3 separate regions of the Mus musculus genome follow, and all the other regions are linked to region 1. A link is a contact called in public Hi-C and promoter capture Hi-C data. All regions are on one chromosome and are shown on one strand. The core of a region is the stretch at or near the end of the contact, and the rest is flanking DNA. Distances in the headings are between cores, read along the strand shown.

What was found. Promoter capture Hi-C pulls out the DNA fragments that hold promoters and counts their contacts. Hi-C and Micro-C count contacts between places; a contact is called where the count stands out from the background.
Region 2: a contact with region 1 is called in a promoter capture Hi-C map of liver, with 3 times the contacts expected there. The contact joins two enhancer-like sites. A contact is called at or near these places in 5 of 39 promoter capture datasets (the HPC-7 cell line, hippocampal neurons, liver and 2 more).
Region 3: a contact with region 1 is called in a Hi-C map of liver, with 4 times the contacts expected there. The contact joins two enhancer-like sites. A contact is called at or near these places in 8 of 39 promoter capture datasets (the 3T3-L1 cell line, cranial neural crest, embryonic stem cells and 5 more), 3 of 15 datasets of contacts at CTCF or cohesin (the NIH/3T3 cell line, large pre-B cells and pro-B cells), 15 of 484 Hi-C or Micro-C datasets (B cells, the HL-1 cell line, adipose-derived mesenchymal stem cells and 6 more), 1 of 115 datasets of contacts at active chromatin or transcription factors (embryonic forebrain) and 2 of 9 other capture datasets (embryonic stem cells and pancreatic islet).

What each region holds. Positions count from the first base shown.
Region 1 is chr2:104,128,995-104,131,593 of GRCm38.p6, reverse strand. No RefSeq gene overlaps it. Among named protein-coding and RNA genes, the nearest start is that of A930018P22Rik, 7.5 kb to the right of the region's middle. Within about 2 kb of position 1,318, at least 41 of the 459 cell types and tissues checked have an H3K27ac peak or open chromatin away from gene starts, as enhancers often do. A contact at or near this core is called in liver, where this site is marked.
Region 2 is chr2:103,577,517-103,580,115 of GRCm38.p6, reverse strand. The region is part of intron 1 of Abtb2 (ankyrin repeat and BTB (POZ) domain containing 2); the gene reads right to left. It overlaps 8030431J09Rik (a long non-coding RNA gene), which reads right to left. Exons shown (of 2, transcript XR_866592.2): 1 at 1-2,599. Among named protein-coding and RNA genes, the nearest start is that of 8030431J09Rik, 6.7 kb to the right of the region's middle. Within about 2 kb of position 1,310, at least 47 of the 459 cell types and tissues checked have an H3K27ac peak or open chromatin away from gene starts, as enhancers often do. A contact at or near this core is called in liver, where this site is marked.
Region 3 is chr2:104,662,601-104,665,199 of GRCm38.p6, reverse strand. It overlaps Cstf3 (cleavage stimulation factor, 3' pre-RNA, subunit 3), which reads right to left. Exons shown (of 21, transcript NM_145529.3): 18 at 1,753-1,906; 19 at 1,037-1,131; 20 at 843-903; 21 at 1-483. The coding sequence ends at 281. Among named protein-coding and RNA genes, the nearest start is that of Gm6306, 46 kb to the left of the region's middle. Within about 2 kb of position 1,294, at least 6 of the 459 cell types and tissues checked have an H3K27ac peak or open chromatin away from gene starts, as enhancers often do. A contact at or near this core is called in liver, where this site is marked.

The sequences.
Region 1 (2,599 bases), core at 69-2,568:
GAAGCAACTAGCTTATATATATTTCAGTTTGGCCTTGATTGCTCCCAAGCAGCTACCCCTGTAGCTCAGCTACAAACAAGGCTGTGCTTTTGCTCCCCATTTAGTTGGGGATGTGCTGGTGCTTAGCGACATTCTCCTGGGGGAAGGGGAAGACAACCCCGCATCAGTACATGTGCCTGTTTTCACAGTGTAAATATTCTCCCTGTGCATCATCAGGAAGAGATGCAATTATGCGCTATTTCCACCCTATAGACCCAACATGGGTAAATTATCTTGAGCATAGATATAACAAAATAATTAGGAAGTTCAGAATTGTCAACATGTGTTGTCATTTTTTAAAAGTTTTATTTATCATTATTTGTGTCTGCATTTAGCCATATGCACCATGTACATGCAGTCCCTGAAGAGGCCAGAAGAGGGCACCCTGTTGCCTGACCCTCCCGGGGCTGGGATGGCAGAGCTGTGCCACCAGTCTGTTGTAAATTGATACAATTTAACTTTAACTTTTGAGACTTTAACTTTTGAGACTCGTTCTTGCTGTGTGGTTCAGGTTGGACTTTGATTTATTTATTTTTACTTATTTTGTTTGTGTATGAGTGCTCTGCTGTGTGTACACCTGCATGCAGAAGAGGGCATCAGATCTCTTTATAGTGAGCCACCGTGTGGTTGTTGGGATTGAACTCAGGACCTCTGGAAAAGCAGCCAGTGCTCTTAACTGCTGAGCCATCTCTCCAGTCCTGGACTTGGAATTTATTATGAAGTTCAGACAGACCTCAGACTCCCAACTCCCTGTCTCAGACTCCCTAAAAGTTTGTTAATGGTGACTACATTTGATAAATTGCTCGTAGAACTCCTGAAAAAATGGATAGTTGGCTCTCCTACACCTGCAGCTGACTCTTCTACTCCTTTTTAAGCCTAGGCAGTTGCTTCCATCATGGTCTCCTTCACTGCCAGGCATCTTTTTCTTTGGAGAAACAGCTTCTTTCTCCCACTCTGTCTTGTCTCCAGAGAAGCAATCACATGATCAGCAATCGTATGATCCCACAGCGCTGAAGTAAGTGAGTAATACCAGAATACTGTCAGCCCTTCCATGATGGCTTTGGTTCCCAGTCAGCCACTGAAAGCCTCTGATTTTCCACAACAGCTCCAAGCACAGACAAGTTAGTACTTGAGATGTGCAGTCTGCAAGAAATGAGGCCACTTTGGCGGGTGTGAATGAAGTCTGTGTCTGGCTGCTGCAGCTGTCTGAGGAGGGTAGGGCTGGGTTATCTCAGGGACCCAGAGCAGGCGGTTACACCCAGTGCTCGCCAACTGGCTGTTGTGTGTGGACACTGGCAAGCAAATGCCAGGCGTACCATCCTCCATGGCCTGCTGTGTCACCTAATCAGTTCAAGAGTACCAGGAGAACACCTGGGAGGGGTCAGAATTCAATCTCTGCATTGTGTTGTCACACACAACTTTTACAGCTCTTAGTTTTGGGGTTTTGCTTTGTTGGGTTTTGGGAGGATAGTGTGTGGGATGTGTGTGTGTGTGTGTGTGTGTGGTATGTGAGTGTGTGTGGTATATGTCCAGGTGTGTTAATATGTACTGAATCTGGAGGAAGACATCAAGTATCCTGCACAATTGCTGTCTTATTCCTTTGGCACAGGGTCTCTTGCTGAGCCTGGAGCTAGACTTGCTGGCCAGCAACCCTCTTCAGCCCCCAGCACTGCAGTTACTGCACCATAGCTGTTCCCAGCTTTGTGTGTGAGTGCTCGGAATCCAGACTCAGATCCTCATGTGTACACAGCGAGCACTCTTACCCACCGAGCTGTCTCCCCAGCCCCTGTTCTGGTTGGTGTGTTTTGGCTTTTGAGACAGTGTCTTGCTACATAGTCCTGGGTGGCCTGGAAGTGTGTGGAGCAAGATGGTCTTAAACATGCTATGATGCGTGTGCTTTAGCCTTCCAAGCTGGGCCACGGTGACCACTATGTCCTGCTTTCTGGGGTTTCTGCAGCCATGCTCACTGAGGAAGAAACCTGTAGGGCAGCCTTAGCAGACCTAGATTCTGAGCTAGCTCTGTAGCTCCTTGACTATGCCTGGAGGGAAGTGACCTGGCCGGGGAGCATTAGCTTCTTGTTTAGAAAACTTGCTCAGAGAGACCTACCCCACAATGTGGTGGGAGGCATTAAATGAGATGTTTGTCCACTGCCACACCTGAGCACTTAGCCGGAGCCACTTATCTGGGTAGCCCCTGAGGGCTCTCTGGACTCTGGACTCTCTGGAGGTAATGGATCACAGCCCCTACCCCCTCCTCCCCACTTTGTCTCCATCTGAGCTCTGTACCTGGTTTTCCTGGCCGATTCTCATTGCCCCCAGCAGTCACCTGTCTGAAAGTCCAAAGTTTTCAAGGAAAACAAGAAGCACTGAACATACCCGAACTCAAGTCTGTCCTCTTCCAGGCACTGGGGGAATGGATCCAGAGTGACTGTCAGGCTGCAAGGGTCTTAGTAGAACAAAGTTTGTCAACTCAAGGAATTTCCTCTTTCACCCTTTTGGCCTGCGCAGTGTTTTGGAACCATCGGAATGAGTTGCCGAGATTGAGAAACCAGGTTGCCAC
Region 2 (2,599 bases), core at 61-2,560, 550 kb after region 1:
CACACCATTTCCTTCGGAGTTTCTGAAGGAAGGCCCTTATATTAGTCACAGACACATATATTTTTAAGCTCTCCAGGTGATGATAACATGAATCTACTGCTGGGAATTAATGAAAGAGCTACTTGATGAGAACTGTGATATCCCCGTTTAATAGCAGAGGAAAATTGAGACAACAGATGGTCAGGCAGTGGCAACCATAAGGTCCCATCCATAACTACCCTATGCCCCCACCTTCTGAAGAGCAGGCCCTTGGATATACACAGTATCCTATGAACATTCTTTCAATATCAATTCCTGACTCACTCATGACTGACTTGCAAGAATCCAAAGCTGCCTGAACATGGGTTATAGTTTTTTCCAGAAGTGAAGAACATGTATGCAAAGTTCCAAGTAGTTCACAGAACTAGTGGACCTAATTAAACAGACCACGTGTTAATGACTGAAAACAGTAGAGCTGATCACCTTTGTGTAGGCTATTGGCCATCTACAAAGGAGCTTCTTTAGGCTAACAACTGAACATGTTAAATAGAAATTAACCCTCTCTTGCCCAAGTCCTGACCAGTCTTGTTGGGCTATGCCTCTGGAAAAACAAATGAGTACAGCTATTCAATCTATTACACGATTGAGAAAGTATAAGGTGGCCTTGCCTCCTACCCAGCTTCTTACTTACTATCTCTGTAGATTACATCTGGGACAAACAACCAAATCTACACTTAAGTCTCTGGCTTAGTCCTGCCCCTTCAATACTTTAGTGAAGCCTGGCCCATAAGCCTTACCGTCGTCACTCAGTTTTTCCTCTCTTAACTCACATACCAAACTGTAGGTAAATACCATTGGCTCTGACCATACACACATCCACGACCAACCTGTCCAAGTCCCACCCTCACTTTGTCTAAGTTCCTCCCTCTTTTACCTCAATGATTGCAAACCCCTCTTCCTTGATCATCTCACTTCTACACTTGATACTAAAGTCCATTCCCAACAGGGCAGAGAGAATAACCGTCTTAAACTGCAAATGGAATCGTGTCAATCAGCTCAAGTTCATCACAGCACACTCAGCCTTAAAGACATGGCGCTGTTATGCAATAACACTGTGTTGTTTCGTCTTCTCCTTCCTTCTGCTCCATGAGGAACCCAACCACGCTCATCTCCGTGCGGTCTACAGCAACCAGGAACAGTTCCTTGTTATTCCCTCTACTGGGAGCTGCTTTCTCCAGCCATGAGGGCCCTTACTGTGGCTCCTCCATTGTGCCTCCTGTCTTCACTTTCAGCCATGCTCCCCGGAACACTGCCCAGTCCACACAAAGTCTTCAGTAAATATTTGCTGAACAAATGATGCACCGCAAACTGAACTTTCCTCCTAGCTCCTAACCCAGAGTCCCTACGCACTGTAATCTCCTCAGAGACTAGCTAAATAGACAATATCATCTGTGAGACTTTACAAAGGTCCCATGATAGGGGAATATTCTGATGATTCTCAGGGCAGCTCTACCCCGGGGCCTTGTATTACACTCCTGTATTGAATCCCAGCATAGTTCTGGCTTGTCCTGCTTGCCCTGGGAGGATTAAGTCCAAAAGAACAGCTGTGAGCAATTTGCTTTCCAATTTTGTCTCCGTGTATAACTTGATCTACCCAGCTCTGAGATGAAGACCAAACCACCAGGTCCCCAGTTCATACATAGGGACCCCTGCCTTATCTGGAACACTTCATTGACTTTCCTTAGGATTTGAGAGGTGGATAGGGAAGAGAAGGGCACAAGCTTGTTTAATCTCGCCTCTCAGCCTAACCTCCCAAGTCCTGCTCAAACTCTGGGACTGAGGAGAGAAGTTAAAGCCTGCACACCTCAGGACAACAAGCTCTGCATCTTGGCTTTTTAGAACTCCTGGCCTCCTGTCATCCTCAGTGACTCTCATTTCCCCTCCTTTTTGAAAAATCAGGCCTGCCAACCCCAACAAACAGCATTTAAAAATATCGTGCTGGCTTGTGCAGCACTGCCTTCTACATTCCTCACAATGCCTATCTGTGTCCCAAGTAGGACAGAGAAGGGTGTAGAGTATTTATTTTTTCCTAGCTTCTCCCCTACTATAAATACCCTAGTCTGGGTAGGCAGGCTTCAAACACCAGCTGTATGAAGTCACCTCGGGGCTGGACCTCACCACAGTGCTGGCCTGCCAGGGCCTGGACACAGCTGTCAAGCAGTTTATGTCAGCCAGAAGTACATAGAACTCATCCTTCTGGGAGAAGGCGAAGCAAAACCTAAGTGTAACAATCACAGCAAATGCTAATGTTAAAAAGATGGCGTCTAGTCTCACCAGCCCACAGCCTGCTTCAGCCAGGACTTTTTCTTTCCTCAGGATACTAATTACAGGGGTCAATCCCAGGGAACTGATTTCACAGAGTTCTTGTGGGGTCCAGAAAATTTCCAGAGACAGAATGGCCCCCAGAGACTCTAGTCCAACCTCCTCATACCACAGAGATCCAAAAACTGGGGTGATTCACTCCAGTCACAGAGAGGGCAAGCTCCTGTCCAGAACTTTCTCAATCCAAGTCTATAGTTCTCTGTGCTGAATTGTTCTAGACACTGTTGTATACAGTTTG
Region 3 (2,599 bases), core at 45-2,544, 530 kb before region 1:
TACAAGACACCCTTGAAAAGGAACAAGATGTGGCGTTGTCATTTTGTACTGTTATTTAAAACCTAATCTTGCTTAGAGGATAGGTCTGCTCCAAATTCAAAATCCACACAGGCTTGGGTTTTTTCTCAAGAACCATATGACAGAGGCACCAATGACAATACAACTTTGTTTCCAAAACCTTGTAACAAAGTGTTGTCTCTTTAAAACATATGACTTAAGAGGCAAAACAGGAGTCCTGGGTAAGAGTTTTTCTCTCAGAGGCAGGTAGGTTTAAGCCGACTCATCGTATTCGCTTCTGCTGCCGTGCTCTGTAAATGTCATGAACAGGGGGGACTACAGCCCCCTTTTCTTCATCTTCGTCTGAATCCTCGTTGGGCCTTTTGACAGCCTTAGTCAGTACAGCACTACTTTCCACTGGGCCGTTGCCTTCCACAGCCAGCTCTGGGGCCCCACCAGTGATGATCCTCACGGCTTCCTCAACAGCTGTTGGGATGGAGCAAAAAGAACATCGCTTACGACGATGCTACTATAGAAGAGTGCTCTGCCCATTCCATAGCCTGTCAGCAAGCATGGAATGGTGTTGCTGCTACTAAGTTACAGCTGCCATTAAAACCGAGAAAATGCTAAGACAGATTAGACAGTGCACCACCACACGTGCCAGGATTCTGATTGTGTGTTACCAGAGTATATGCCCACACTGCAGAAGGCCCAGCTTACTCCAGGCTGTTCCTGCACCTCTGTAGACTGGATACTTGGCTTTAGAGACTTTGCTGAAGAGAACAATCCTTTCTCTCTGGGAAACAATGTAGATTCCGCAGTGAAAATGAGCTTCTGTTACTTACTGTTTGGTATCTTGCATCTTCGGAAAATTTCCATCAGCTCATCCACTTGTACAAAAGGACCCTATCATGACACGAGTACATTTCAGCTCAGTTACCTGACAAGTTCACTGTTGTACCTCCCACTATACAAAAACAACAACAAAAACCCATATAATTACTGCGACCCAGAGAACCAGTGTGTACAATGAACAAACCTGGAAGCAGATAGGAGGTGGGAGCAGTTTCATCAAAACAACAGCGGCAGGAGGCACTGGAAACACTCCACCGGGGACAGGGTGCAAGCCTGGAGCTGAGGGAGAAAGCAGGCATGAAACATGGGCACAGTTTCTATGTGAGAAAGCTGAAGTCAAGTGACCTGCACACAACTTTCTATGTCCCTGCCGCTCCCTTCTGAACACATACAAAGGGCTGTAGTGCTTTAACCAAGTGACCAAATGAAATAGGCCGGACAGGAAATTCAGTGTCAGTCTTAGGTCACTGGGAATCAGACAAGTGACTTCATGTAAAGCCAGCCAGGTCTGCTCTAAAAGACATTTTTGTTTACTACTTTTGAGTTACAGTGTTTAGTAATCCTGTTTGAAGTCACTTGTTCAAAAGCACATTTAATCAAAAGGGTCTTGTTCAAAGAGGACCTAGAGGGGCTACTAACCACTCACAACTGCAGTGAGTTTCCAGTTGGTCGAGTACTCTGCACACTGCAGCATGTGTGAAATGGGCAACTGAGGTCTGCAGTGTTCAGAGGCTTGGGTTGATTGGTTTTTTAAACATTCTTAGTGTTTGCAGTTCAAAGATTACTGTCAACTCACTGTGACCCCAAGTCTAATAGTTAACTTACAGTGGAAAAGGCCAGGTTACTTCCCTCCCACACCTTGGATTGAAATCAAACGAACGTCTGAGTTCTGGATCTTACGTGCTAAATGTCGTGGCTGAAATGGAATCATCTGCTGAGTGTCTGGCTTAGGGTACTCAGGTTTTCTATCCACTTCATCTTTCAGAACAGGCACTATGGAAGGAGCTACAACTGGGTCTGGAATTATAGCAGCTAGCTTAGCACGGGAGACATCCTGAAAATGCAGAACAGAAGAATCCTAAACCTGAAAAGGGTCTTACAGAGCATTGTGCAGTTCCACAATCTTGAGGATACAGTAGGAATAATTGGGTTATAAGCACAGGAAGGATGGAGAAGGAGAAAGGAAATCTCATGATGATAAAGATTGTTCAACACAACAAGGGAAGCCATTCACTTTGAAGGTTGCATTTTAAAAATTTACCTCAACCCCAGCTAAGAATCACTAGACTGTCTCCAGGCAGGATCATTGCAAGATAGATACAAGACTTTGTGAAAAGAGTTGTAAGAATGGCACCAAGAAGAGAGTGGGGTGATGTGAAGGAAAAGGTTTAGACTTGTTTGTTCGAGACAGGGTCTCATTTTGTAGCCCTAGCTGTTCTGGAACTCAGCTGGCCTCAAACTTACAGAGACCAGCCGCCTCTGTCTTCCCACTGCTGGGATTAAAGGCACCTCTCACCATGCCCAGCTAAGATAAAGCTTTGCTTTTTGATACTTTCCTTCCACTGGATTAACATCTCAGTAAAAGCGAAAAGCCTGGGTTAAGTGAGATTCTTGCTTCATGAAAGCCAAGATGGGGATCACTAGCACTGCACTGGCTCACAGCAGTTCGCTAATGCAGTGAACATCCTTCCAATGTACAGGAGAAAAGAAACATATCTTGAACATATATTCTTAGCCAGATTGTATT